Linked DNA regions of Anser cygnoides: region 2 is linked to region 1. A link is a contact called in public Hi-C data. All regions are on one chromosome and are shown on one strand. The core of a region is the stretch at or near the end of the contact, and the rest is flanking DNA. Distances in the headings are between cores, read along the strand shown.

Region 1 (7,124 bases), core at 2,939-5,438:
TTAAAGACTGTTTACTTGTATTATATTCATAATTTTGTTCTCATCATTTTCCTCTACCCTATCCTTTCCATTCCTGGGTATTGTAGGCATCTGGAGAGGAAAATGTGGGAAACGGTAAAAATGATGCTTGATTAAATTAGACCCAAGACAATCCTTACTTATACTGCAAAAGCTAGAAGCTGTGCTTGTGAATAACCATAGTGTCTATCTCAAATGTGTGAAAAATTAGGAACAGTTCAAAAAAAAAAATCCATTTGCTGCTCTTCCAGCTAAGGACTAAAATTGACCAGAATTTACCTGAAACTTTTTATCAAGACTGTCAGTCAAAACAAGCAAACTCTGAGTTTTATATTCCTGGAGGTTAAAAACAAACAAACAAAACAAACAAACAAACAAAAAAAAACCACAAGTATAGATAATGTTAAAATAAACCTTTCATTTTCCTTATGAAAATTTTGCAAATCTTAGTTTTCTGTGTGACTTAGGTTAGCAAAATCCTTATAGATTTATCTTTATTAAGCTATAAAACTAAAAAATAAAATTTGAGCAGAGAAATACAAGATTATCTGTCTCTTATTGATTTTTGTTGCCTTGCATTTTGAAGTAATTTGTATTGATTGTGCCTTTGTAATACTTGGATGTCGAAGAAGAGGCTAATTTCTAAGAAAATTGGAAAATGACAAGATATAGAATTATACAAAGTCAGTAGTACAGCTACCACTGTTGCATTTCAGTTAGGATTTGGACTTATTCTCATATAAACACGTGGGCCTATCATGACAATAATGATTGTACTGGAAACAACAATTGAGAGGGGGATGTTTTTGCAACTTAGGCTTCTAAGCATTTCTTTTGCCTAGAAATGAGTTACCTTTGACGTGAAATGCCAAAGACGACTTCTTTTTGATACTGATGAAACTTGGCTGACCTCCGGTTCTGCTCCTGGTGTAAGAAGGGCCGAACTCATAACCCTGCCTGAATCCAGCGCTCAAGCCAGTTGTATTGCTCAAGTAAAAATTTTTGTTATAAATCTGAGGTGCTTAAAAGCACAGCAAAGTTGACGTACTTTAATAACAATAAACCCAAGCGATTGCTTGACATTTCAGATTTGTTTTAGCTTTCTGACATCTTTGTTTTTTCCTCCATGTTTAGTTTGAAGCAGAAGCAACACCTGCTGGTGAAAACGAAGTCTACGAAACTGCTGAGCCATCCTCCTGGAAGAACAGGTTTGATCATTACTGTAGGCTCTAGTAAGGTGTTGTAGAATAAAATAATCTTGCCTATCACTATTTGGACTCTAATTCTGGGAGGTGTCCAGAAGGGTAGGTAACTGGCTCCTTCCCAGAGCGCTTACCAATAGTGAGGGGTAAGTGTGACACAGCTGATCTCCAGGAGGCTGGAAACTCCGCTCTAGTTCAGAGTTTTGGTCTTGCTGCTTGCAGTTTAATACACTGGCAGAATTAATTAGAAAGTTCGTATACCTTGCTACTGCAGAAAAATGGTTGGTTGGTCAAGGTAGAAAACCCAATGGTGTTGTTCATGTTCATCGATAAGTTGGCAGTAAAAGAAAACAGGGAATAAAACTTGAATACCCTGAGTTGGGAAACACGTTCCACCACATACCATCTAGGATAATTATGCATGAGCAAGTGTCACTTGTGCTTGTATATGATATCTGTAAGTGGAACAATTTCTGTTCTAAGTAACACTATCGACAGAAGACAGCAAGGGAACTCTCCTGGTTTGGTACTCTGAAGTGAAAGATTAGGCTATAGTGATTTCTCATGTCTATTAAATTGAACATAATATGAAGTCAAGTAACCAGTAAAAGACTTAAAGAGATTTTTTTTCAGTTTAAAAACAAAGTGAACTTTGCAACGCAGAGACGTGGCCAAAACTTTCAACTGATAGCCCTGCACAAATGCAAACAGAACAGCAACTCTTCGACTTTAAAACATTCACTCACAAAGGAAATGTAATTACAGTGAAAGATATTTAGTTGAAAGAGTTGTTAGCTTTCACAAGAATCCCGAAAAAATGGCCGAAGCAGCAGTGTGAGGATATTAACATTTCTCCCCCGAAAATGGATTCGAATGATGTGTTAGGCCCCAGTGTGGGTTATCTTAAGATGGGGAGAAAATCAAGCACAGTAAGTCATTTCTACTTGGAAGATGCAGAAGAGAAATGCTGACAACTGGTTGTACCGTTTGGAGGGTAAGCAGCCCATGGAGGAAACATGAATACACTCTTCTGCAGGGTCTAATTCTGCAAAGTGTTGTTGCTCTCTGGGATAAATAATAAAGTGATCCTCGATTTCAAAATATTTTTATAATAAGAAAAACATTTTTTTTTCATGTTAATGGATGTTCTATTTCAGAAATGGAACGGATGCTTTATAAAAGTGTTTGTTGTACCCTAGGCATTACTTAGTAATTGGACTTATAACTGAAGCTGGAGTGTATTAATGGGGAAGGGTGTGTTTTTCAACCTTTGCTGGTTAATACGTGTTGCTCGACAAATTTGCAAGTGTCACATTGTGTTCTCTGTTTATGAGACTTGTCTCCAAAAGAAAGGGGAGTAATATGGACCAGAGTACTCTACTCTGCTGCTTCTGGTTTGCCAGCTTGCAGCAAGTGCTTTCTAGAATATTGGCAGTTTGATTACTTTGTCAGCTTTGTCCCTTACCAGTTCGGAGCTTTCACAACACCTTTGTGGCACTTTGATCTCCTAAATGAAATGAAGGAGGGTAAAAGTCTCTCTCTCCCTGGAGTGAGTTTGTAGTTTATTTGGCAATCTAGTATGTTTAAAAATAAAAATAAAAAAGTGCACCTGTAGCTGAATGTGAATATTTAGATTGTGTGTTTGAAAACACCAGTATAGCCCCAGTCTTTGCAAGACAGAATCCTGTTTGGTGTGACAGTGACGTGAACGGGGCTTGATAGATTTGTCAGTGGCAGAACACACACCGTGAGAACGCCGGCCTGGGTGGAAATTTTCTTTTAGCCCAAATTCTCTCTCTCGCTGTGTGCGTAAGCTGGGTGAATGGCAGTGATGCCTGTTTGTCTTAGAGATTTGTTACTATGAGGTAAGTCCAAACAAACGCCATTCAGTCATTAGAACAGATGCTAATCTTCTTAATTTATTACAAAGAAAATAATCGAAAAAAAAAGCCTAAATAAGATTAAAAATCATGATAAGGAAAGCTGCCATTAGGCACGGAGGGAAAACTTTTCCCACTGAATGACAGCACTGAAAACGTGCTACATTTTCTATGGAATCATAGAATGGTTCTATAGGTCCTACGATCCTATGGTTCTATAGATTCTGTGATTGTATAGATCCTATAATCCTATTGATTCTGTAGATTATATGATTCTATAGATCCTATAGATTCTATAGGTTCTACGGCCCTATAGATTCTATGGGTTCGATGATCCTATAGATCCTATGGATTCTATGATCCTATGATTCTATAGATCCTATAGATTCTATAGGTTCTATGATTCTACAGATACTATACATTTTATAGATTCGATGACTCTATAGATTCCATGATTCTATAGATCCTATAGATTCTATGATCCTATGATTCCATAGGTTCTATGATTCTATAGATTCTATGACCCTAGTTCTGTCCCAAAGCTTAAGTTTCTAAACAAACTTTGTGTTTCGGACGGTGACAGTCGCTTTGTGTCCCCCGTGCAGGGTGCAGCAGCCGGTCCGTGTGAGGTTCAGGCTGCTGAGCTGTGACCTGCACCTGTGGGTTCCTGAGGGCTGGACCCAGCAGGACACCGTGAACCTTGAAAATCCCGAATTTCGGGGTTTCTTACGAACAAAATCCTCAATAATGACACGAGACGGCTTCACTATGCGGCGGGCCCCCCCCTCCTGCAGCCGTTACCCGGACGGGGTGCCCACCAGCCGCCCCCGAGCCCCATTTCCATCACCCCCCCCCTCACCCCGACCCCCCTGCGCGCTCCCGCCTGCGCGCCCCCGGCGGGGCGGGGCCGCGAGCCGTGAGGGGAGGGGAGCGAGTCGGGGGAGGGAGGGAGCGGAGAAAAAAGGGGGCGGAGCCTCCCGCCGCGCCCCGCCCCCGCCCGCCGCGCGTCACGTGTGTCGGCGGCGCCCAATGGCGAGGCGCGGTGCGGCGGGCGGCCGCCATTGCTGTCAGAGCGGCGAGAGGCAGCGGCGGGTGCGCGAGGGCGGCCGGGCGGGGCCGCAGCGGGGCCGCCGCCAGCAGCGCTCCCGCGGCCGGGCCCGGGCCCGGGCCCGGGGCCGCCGCCTCTCCTCCTTCCCTTCCTTCCCCTCCCTCCGCTCCCGGGCTCCTTCGGCCGCAGCAGCGAGCGGAGGGGCCGCGGCCTCCGCCGGGCGGCGCCCCCCCGCTCCCCGCCGCTTGCAGGCCGCGGAGCCGCTCCGCCCGCCGCCGGGGGGGGGCCGCGGCTGGGCCCTGAGGGAGGCCCCCCCCCCTTCTTCCTCCTCCTCCTCCTCGCTTCGCCCCCCCTCCCCGCCGGGGGCCCCCTTGAAGCAGCGCCGCCCCGGCCTCGCCGCCGCCGCCTCACGCCCCCTGCCGGCCGCGCTGCCCCCCCCTGCCCCGGGCTGGGGTCGGGGCTTAGCGCCCGGTGCTCCCCCAGCCCCGCCGGGCCCGGCCCCTCAGACATGCCCCGCTCCGGCGGCACGGCTCGCCGAGGATCATGACGGCGGCGGCCAACTGGGTGGCGAACGGGGCCAGCCTGGAGGACTGCCACTCCAACCTCTTCTCGCTGGTGAGTGGGCACCGGGGAGACAGGGCGGGGGGGGGGGGGGGGTACCGGGGGGTGGGTCGCGGCCGGCCCCGGTGGGGGGTTTTTTAGAGCCCCGCTGCGTGGGGCTGCTCCTCCCGCTGGCTCCTCCCTCGGCTCGGCGCCCCGGGCTTGCTTCGTGCTGCTGCGCCCTCCCCGCGCGGCTGCTGGGGGGCAGGAGCTGGATGGAGCGGCCCCCTCCCCGGTAAGGCGCTGCCAGCCTGTTGGGGTCCCTGCTGGTGGGGACAGGCGCCATTTCGGGGGCTGGGGGCCTCTGTCCTGGCACGGCCCCGCTGTGTGTATGGGGCTCGGGTGGGCAGAAATGCTGTTTGTTTGCCTTTTTTTTTTCTTTTTTTTTTTCCCTTCGCTGGAGGGAAGCAGCTGAAAATGGGCTCTGGTGGTTAGGCGGATAGCCGAGATGTCATCCTCCCGTCTCGTTGGTGATCGACAACTTTGTACTCGGCTCGGTTGGTTTAACGCTGCAGGAATTACGTTATCAGCCAGCTGCAGCTTCGTGAGCTAAATTTGAAGCGAGAAAACGGTCTGTTTCCGTGTAAGGGCAGGGCCCCTTGGAAGTGGGGCTATTGCCGTGCCTTATTTTACCTGCCACCTGCAGGAGCCGCGTCCCTTGTGGCGGGGCAGCAGCCGGGTGAGTGGGAGGGCTGCTGGATCATCCCCAGCCTTCTCCTGCTGCTGGGGCAGGAGGAAGGAGGAGCTCACGGTGCGTGGCGTGGTACGGCTACCACAAACTTGGAACGCAGGCTTGGCTCTGGCATAGAAAAGCTCTTGGTGGGTAGCATCTCCCTTAGCCAGTGCTCTGCAAGAATTGGAGGTGGGTGAACACATTGATTTTTAGGTGTTTTTTTTTTTCCAACAGAAAGGAAGAGACTATTGTTAGCTCTCTTGTAAGAATTAAGGGAAAAATAATGGAAGGGAAACTCAAAATGTGAATGATCCGTCTTTTTGTTTAATATTTTTTTTTCTGTTGCTGTACGTTTGTTATTTTGCTTCTGTTGGCTTGTTTATGTCTGTATGCTTTCCGTATTTTGCTCATACCTACTGAGAATTTGGGACAAGAGCTGTTGTCATTTACGCTGCTAGGAAACTGGCCCAGAGATTCTTCCGCGAGAATAAATGCAGTTCTTATCTTTGGCTCTTTGATGAACTTTTACGTTACTTAGGCTTGTACGTAGGCTTTTGCTTGACAGAGTTTTCTGGGACATACTGGTGTACAGCAGCGCTATGTGTGTGGAGGTGCGGGGATTGTTACAGGGATCCTGAATACACGCAGAGAAAAAACAATAAGCACGAGGGAGACGATCGTATCAGGTTGTAAGAGCGAGGTGGTGAATGTTTATCCTTTACCTATAGAGTTGTGAGGTCCCCGTTTGTTCACGGAAAATCGATTAGCGTGTTTCTGAGGAGCATAACTTCATGTAGCTGCAAACTGCAGATCTGTCATTGGCAGCAGTAATTGGCGGAGTGCAATTAGCGCGTGCTAGAACGTGGAGTTGTTTCATAGTTGTTGTGGGTTGGTGTCTGCTTTGTTTTTCACCCTACTAGGGAAATGTTAAATCTTTACATGGGTGCGTAACGTCGTCAAAATAAATCCAGCCGAATTCTTTTGCGAGTGGGCTTAATAATGATAATGAGTTTAACGTGCCACCCTTTAATCTCCGGTGTGATTTTGTGAGAGCTCTCCATACCTGGCATGGGGTGCTGTGCATCCAACTGCAATGCTTTTATTGTTTCCTGGCTCTACGTGCTAAAAATAGCCAATTAAATAGTATTTTTTCAAACGTGTATACACGCATATATACAAATGCACGGTGACTATTAGTGTGAGTTATTTTCAGTTACATCAGTGTTTGCTGGGGTTCACATACCAGTGCAGGGTACTGGGAAAGGAAATACTGACTGGGAACCTGTGGCCGACAGCGGTTGACCTTTTCACCTCAGATTGTCATATTCTTTCAAAAATTTATGAAGTGTTAAAGGTACAGTAGTCTGGATTACTAATTAGAGAAGCTTTTGCCAATCATTTACTTTTGCAGTGCAGCAGAAGAAAAGGGTGCGCAACCCCGCTAGCCGTGGATGGGAAATCACCCGTCTTTAGGAGTGCGGTGAATTGCGAGGCTGTCCTAAACCCGTCCTGCTGGTAGGCGCTGGCTGCTAGAGGTCATTGTTTATCTCCCGCTTTGTTTTGGGCTGGAATCGAGAAGGAATGCTCTTGCCTGGCGAGCTGCAGCTCAGAAATAGGATTTCTGCGTGCTTGTGTTGAGGCGCACTTCTTCCCACGAGCGCTGGTTTCCGAGGAGCGCCGTCTTCCCAGCCCAGAGCAGCCCA
Region 2 (7,124 bases), core at 2,706-5,205, 730 kb before region 1:
ATTTCCAAACAACACCTTCACATCTGCATTCAGACTGCACCAACATCTGAATGAGATAAATGACTATACATAGAATAAACTGCTTCGGTTAAGTTTTTCCACGCAGTTCCTTCTGCCGCTGGTTTCAGGCATTACAAATGGCAAGAGGAAACCCATCCTGCAAATGAGGCGGTGAATTAATAACACCTTAGGAGTCAACCAAAGAGCACTTAAAGGCATAAGCAGGCCAGATGTTAACATTTTTGATTAAAAAGGCACTTGAAAGACCTGACATTTGATTAGAAAGACTAGTGGCTTTTCGGGGCTTGGTGATCAAAAGACAATTAGGGATTTCCTGTGCCCTCAACCAAGTCCACATGTGACCATGTTTCAGGATAAATACCTGCCCAGGTAAAAACATGGGGATGGACTGGAATACAAAGAAACATTTTAGACCTGCTAACACATCTTGAATGAACAAAAAGAGGATGATGAATCAAAGCATCATTAATTCTTGTGATCCTATGACAAGTCTTACAGTAACGTCCTTCTTCCTTAAAGGTCTGACTGTGGTTAGTTTGCTAGTTCTGACCAAACGCATGTGGTTATGTGAGCTAGTCAATTTTTACAGAAAAAAAATAATAACAAAACCAATTCTACTTTCTATCTCACAAAGAAAGCTGAAAATTTGAAACCCAAGGGCTCAGAAATCCACAGGAAAATAACACACACCAATCAGAGCTCGTTTTTAAATACTGATTCTTAAGTCAAGCTCCTGACTCTGGGGACTGACTCACAGGGCTGGCAACACCAAGGAAAAATTATAAACCAAAAGAGACATGAACAGGAAAGCCATGTGTTGCTAATACCTCTACATCGTCTTCTATACTCTATCTGATGCAGAAGCATTGTCTGCATCAAGACCTGAGAAAGCATGCTAGCTGTATTCCTAATGAACTAAACTCATACATATATGAGCAGCTAGAACCTAATCTGCAGAGTAGATTATTGCTAAAATACAGCAAGTATGAATAAGAATGCAGCACAAACTGAAAGTGTTACCATCTAAATAGCGAGTTCCGTAAGAACTCTCTGGGAACAGCCCTCTCAGGTATGTTATACAGGAGACAGAGATGGCCAGAAGTCTCTTCACCAGCACCACAGACTGCTTCTTAGTATCAATTTTGTTGGGAAACAACACTGATTCCTGAAAAAGAAGGGTGAAGTTAAAAGTAGAGCTATTTTATATTTAGAAATGACTCTCAACAGGTAGAAAGAAAGGGTAACTTTAAAAGGTAATTTTAACAATTCCCTGGTCTTCATATTACACAGAGAGTGATTCACGTCAAACTAAGTGTGATTAAATATTTCAAGGAATGTTATCAATCGATCTGATGTGATTTACCCAGATGCAGACTGCATTGGTCATTACTCTCCTCTATCACAGCTGAACATTCCCACCCCCTCTACTGTACCAATGCAGACACTTAGCAGACAACCACCCCTTAAATACAAAAGTGTATATACTTTTCTGCCAGCTCTGTTCTACAGAGTTAATAGTGGAGTCAAGCAAGTGCCTGTGCTGGTGTGTTGTTTACTGCTGTACCAAAGTTCAGTGCCTGCCACAGCTTTTTTTGAGATGTGACAGCAGACCAAGCCTGTCAACACTGTAGGCAGACCTAGTTTTCAGAGTGATTTTAACACAGAGATGTAAACATGTCTAAGGTTGGAGCTAATGTAAATACTAAGCACTGCATGACTTAAACTTGAAAAATCCCAGTGGAAAGTATACTAAATTTAGTTCCTTTATTAGGTCATTGCTTTACTTCCTGCTAATAAAGTCCTGTACACACCTAATGAGCCTTTATTTATTTAGTCAAATATGTCAAAACCGCATGCTGTATCTTCCTGGACTCATTAAATTGAAAATACCTGCTTTTTAATTAAACTGTGAACAACATAGCCAGCAGAAAGTGTTCCCAGCTCACAGGGTACAGATATGTCAGGCCCCAAAACTGAGAGGTAAAATTGCCAGCAGCATCGCATTTCAAGGTTTTTACCTTAGAAGACTTCTTTTGTCTAGTGTGTAAAAGCTGACAAGTGGCCATCATGTATTTCAAAGACCTGCCTTCCACTTGCAATCAAAAACCTGAAAAAAAAACAGACAGGAGACACCTGGAAAATACACCATCATTACAACTCCTCATCTTCCTTAAAGTAGGAGCCAGATTCTTCAGCCAGATTCGGTATAAAAACTAATTGCCAGCTAAAGCAAAGCAAACCATAGATACACTATGGCACTGTCTGGAAGTTTGCAGAATGGAAAAACTCTCTATTCACTGGTAAATGATCAATAGTATTTGAAATTCAGGGCCATAAGTGTACTCGATGCCAGCTACTGCCCTTTTAAATTGCATTTTTCATATTCCAAGCCACAATGTTAATTCCTACAACCATGAAAAAGTGTGAAGGGGGAATGTGAAAGAACTGGAATTCTGCCAATGGTATCCAGTATTTTAGCAGGGTAAGCAGGAAACACACTAACATCAATCTTGGCCAGAATACAGGAATGACTCTTCTGGGACACCTTGGAAAAAAAAAAAAAAAAAAAGAGAAGTCCACATTGTGTTAATGAAAGCACGTCTTGTTAAACAAACCTGGATTAAAGAGGAAAATCCTTTTTCTTTTTCAATTATTAATTTTTTATTTAACAAGAATGGAAAGCTGGTTGATAAAGGCAATAACGTGGATGTTACATGTTTGGCACTTCAGTGAGGTGCTTGATTTAGCACCGACTGACATCTTGATTAAAAGCTTCCATTAGATGGAATTAGCAAGGCGCACATTAACCAGTTTGAAAAATGGCTCGCTGCGAGATCTCAACGTGTAGTCGCTAACGGGGAGACGCTAATGAAGAACACCACGAAGAGGTCCCCAGCGGAGCGCTTCCTTGTCCACAGCCAGTCAGTATTTCTATTAACAATTAAAATAATAACATAAACGTAGTGGATTGATTTAAATCGTGAACTAACGCAGTGAGCAGAGGACTTTTATTGCAGCTGACTGAATCTCGTTCTGTGTTTTACCTTTTCAGCTCTTTTCCATGGACGCCTCGTTTCCATTTGCTGGCAGTCATTAGGACGTTGATTGGAACCTGTCACAGCTTTTGTGCTAAATTTAGCACTTCATTTAGTAATGAGGGCGGATTACTGCTATAGAAGTATATTTCAACAAATACACACCTGCGAAATTTTTAGTATTTACATGTTAAATATTTTAGGATTTTTTAAAATCACGTTTGACTAAGCACACTTCAAACAGGACTGGAATGCAATTAAAACAGACAAAGGCATTACTCCGACGTCAGGTTATTAGCTAAATAAAGCTGATTTAAGTGAGCCAGAGAGATAAGGAAATATGTTTTCTACAACACGGTACATTCATAATCGATTTACACACAAAGGAAATGTCATCTTGACTGCGTGTATCTGATCTGATTGCTTGGGTACGTGGCGCCCCCGAGGGCACCACAATCACGACTGCAACCCGGCCAAACCTGACTTTTTTTTTTCCCGGATTATGAGAGAGGAAAAAAGCTGCCCGGCTTCCAAAGCCCCACCGCGCTGCGAGCCGGGGAGCCGAGGAGAGGGAACGGGCCAGGACCAGGACCCGGCCCCGGCCCCCGGCCCCTCAGCGCCCCCGGCCCTGCCATGTGGCCTCACCCCAGGGCATGGCTGCGGGCGGCCGCTTGCTCCCCATCATTAATTTCGGCTGCTTTCAGACTACAGCGGCCTCCATAAGGCTGCCACTGGAGTTTTAAAAGCGTTTTTTTTGTCTTGTTTTGTTTTTCTGACCGGGGAGCCCCCAGCGCCACCCGCAGCCGGGGCTGGCGCCCGCCGCCCCTCGCCAGCCCGCGGGGTCCCGCTGAGGCGCCGGGCCACGGCCGCCACAGCGCGGAGCCATCTTGACGCACGGCGGCCCCCTCGCTGTGTCGGGCCGGGCCGTGCCGGGCCAGTACCTGCGCGGCTGAGCCCCGCTCCTTCAGCCTGGGGGCCGCGGGCTCCGCCTGCCGGCTCGGCTCGGCTCGGCTCCGGGCGGTGCCGCGGGGCCCCCGGGCCTGCGCGGCGCTGGGGGCGGGCGGAGGGCGGGGGCTCGGCGGCGCCGTGGCAGGCCCGGCTGAGGGGGAAAGTGGCGCTGGGTCCAAAGACGGCGCGTGGAGGGTCCAGGCGGTGCAGGGGGAGCATGGCCCCGATGTGGGGGCTTGGGAGCGTGGAGGAGGCTTCCAGGGCAGCGGGGCTCCCGCCAGGCTGATGGCAAAGGTGCCTGCTCGCAGCCTGTGGGCAGCTTTCCTCTTCATAGAATCCTAGAGTCATTAAGGTTGGAAACGAGCTCCAAGATCATCTGGTCCAACCATCCCCCTACCACCAATATCACCCACTAATCCGTGTCCCTAAGCACCACGTCCAACATTTCCTTAAACACCCCCAGGGACGGTGATGCCACCACCTCCCTGGGCAACCCGTCCCAATGTCTAACTAACTTCCTTCCCCCAGGGCCCCTGAGTGCAGACACAGCAAGGTGCCCTTTGGTAGCGTGACTGAGGGAAGAAATAGCAGCACAGTCATCGCAGGGCATTAGGCTTGGCCCAAGCATGCCTGGAGGCCGGCACCAGGCGCTCGTGGTGCTGTCCAAGCAGGTGTCGCCAGCGGCCGTGCCTTCCCCACTGAAGCAAAAGGTGCATTTCTTTACCTCCCAGCTGCACAAACCATTTTCTGCATAGTGGGACTGTTAAATGTATGCAAACCCCTGCTGAAGTGAGGGACGGGGTGCTGCAGCATGAACAGGAGCCACACCACAGGTGGCTCTGACAACCTGATGCAGTCACAGTGCCAGCATCAAGAAAGTGAGGAGGTCCCACCAAACAAGTAGCACCTGAATTTTTGAACCAAGACATCAGTGTGGCTTTGTGGGACTGGATAAAGGTGAAAGGTGACTGGTTTTGCTTCACTAACACACTCTCCAGCTGGTCTAAGTTCATGCTGGGGTTGGGACATGTCCCTGGGTTTCACCCCATGCTCAAGTCTCCAACATCTATGCTTGTAACAGCACTTTGCTATCATGCAGGTTTAAAATCATGGTACTGCTTTTATTATCAGCATATCAGTCAAAATTAGGTGCATGTTTTATACTACTCAAAGACAAAAGACGTTCTTAGAACACTCAGGTACTTCCCCAGGGAAAGGAAAACATTTAATATCATCCTGACTCAAATTTATGACATCAGAGACTTCATAAGAAGCAGATTCTTTTTGGAGCTAGTGTCACAACCCAGGACTCCAGACAAGGAAGATGAATTTCCCTTTTTAACCAACACCTCATTTACAGAATGACCTGCCTAAACCTTTTCTTCCTGTTTCCAGGCATTCTGTCACTCTTCAGAAAAGGAAATGTAATTTTTCTTTCTGATCTCTACCAGATTACAATTTCAAAATTCATTAGCCCAAGCAATTCAGTAGGGATGCTGGTAGGAAGAGCCACCGCACATAGGTCCCCTGACTCTTGAAACATCAAAAACTGGGGCTGGTGACGATGATTTGCCCGGCTGGTAGGGTAGGCTGCAGTGTTTTCTGAGTACCTGTATTTTTCCAGGGTGTTTTCTGATCTCTTTCCAAAGACCTTTTCCCTAGTTCAGTCAACAACAGCTGCTAAACAGCTCCTCCCCGAGGGAGGAGTAAAAGACATAACTGATTTACAAGAATAACTTAACAATGTTAAAACAAAACAGGACTGGTGCTAGTGTCAGCCTAGGAAAGGTCTGAAGGTGACAGCTGTCGGAGTGACACGCTGAAGGCTTTGCACAACCATGTTTGCCCGTCGCTTGCCTTTGTGGAGATCCAGCGCTACCAGCAAGCCGTGGCAGTTGGGTCTCTCTCTGCGTCACAGCTGGGAGAGGTGCCAAGCTTGGAGCTGTAGAGGATTCAACACAACAGCAGACCAGGGGCAACAGGTCGATATGCAGCAGAACCAAGTATTAGAAGATCTGGAAATGCCTGTTGCAAGAAGAGAAACCGAGAATCTCTTCCAAGAGCGGCCTGAGACTGGGAACCAATATCTGGAAGATGCTTTGCTTCGGGGTTACCTGAAGGCACACCTTCCTCCCAAGGTCTGACGTACATGTTTGTGTTTCTGTGTGTATACACACTACAGTTCTGGCTAGGTGACTGCTTAAGACTATGAATTGAACATTTCTCGGAGCCCTTTTGTGCCTTCAGTGTGTTTAACTGAGGGGAATTTACCAGCATTCCATAAAACTTGTTTTATGTGAATCAGTGCAGGGGTGAAAAATACTCCCAGGACGTAAACAGAAATAGAAAGGGCCTAGTGGACTCCTGTGACTGGCTTGGGTGTTGCAAGGAGTGTTGTTAGATTGTCAGTGTGTGCATTTGTTACCTGGTCACCCAGCATTAAAAAAAAAAAAAATCAGAGAAAGGGAAAAAACTGAGGTGCTTCCAAATTCTGCTGTGCTCTTCCACTTCTCCCTCACTAGGGAAGAGGTTTTTTTAAGGAACTTCCTTGCCAAAAGAATGAGGCTGTTGTCAGCTGAATGCAGAAGAGGATGGAAAGGCCCTTGGGGGTTTGCTTCTTCTCAGCAACAGTCACCGGCTTTTCTGAGCTGATTTTCAGCGTGACGGCTCTGTGCAGAGCTGCAGGGGTGCAGAGAGGTAGAGCAAGACCCCAAGCTGTGGGTCCCTGTTCTGTGAGCTTCGGGCCTGCAGGAAGCCCGGGGGCTCATTGCGTCGGCTCTTCTCTGCCCTCACCCCCAGGACTGCAACTGCTTCTCACTCGTCAGGGACCGGATCTCATGGAGCTGAGCGTGACCTCTCGCTGTGAGTCATTCCAGCAGAAGCAGTACCTGTAAAGCCATGTGAGTAACGGAGGCAGATCCTGGCTGTCAGCGATGCTCTTGGTCTCCACGTCTGTGAGGCCTTGCAGTCTTGGGGTGGTAGGAGTGCGATGGCAGCGCTGGGAGCTTGCTTTTGTCACGGCCGTCGCGGGAGACAGGAATGAGGCCTCCCTACGCACCACTGTGGCCTTCTTGCTAAAAGAGAACGTGAGGGAAAGGACAATACCTTTGGGCAACCATG

The links. A called contact is a pair of places that touch in the nucleus more often than the background predicts.
Region 2: a Hi-C map of liver shows a contact between it and region 1, with 5 times the contacts expected there. The contact joins the promoter of HORMAD2 here to the promoter of MED13L in region 1. A contact is called at or near these places in 2 of 7 Hi-C or Micro-C datasets (both in liver).

What each region holds. Positions count from the first base shown.
Region 1 is chr17:13,319,573-13,326,696 of Taihu_goose_T2T_genome, reverse strand. MED13L (mediator complex subunit 13L) reads left to right here and starts at 4,188. Exons shown (of 31, transcript XM_066978764.1): 1 at 4,188-4,763. The coding sequence starts at 4,692. It overlaps LOC136786538 (a long non-coding RNA gene), which reads left to right. Exons shown (of 10, transcript XR_010825457.1): 9 at 1,153-1,226; 10 at 1,854-2,908.
Region 2 is chr17:14,052,907-14,060,030 of Taihu_goose_T2T_genome, reverse strand. It overlaps HORMAD2 (HORMA domain containing 2), which reads right to left and starts at 3,955. Exons shown (of 13, transcript XM_066979181.1): 1 at 3,066-3,955; 2 at 2,525-2,566; 3 at 2,040-2,128; 4 at 1,042-1,186. The coding sequence starts at 2,090. LOC106049048 (acyl-CoA dehydrogenase family member 11-like) reads left to right here and starts at 5,631. Exons shown (of 15, transcript XM_048054800.2): 1 at 5,631-6,142. The coding sequence starts at 5,843.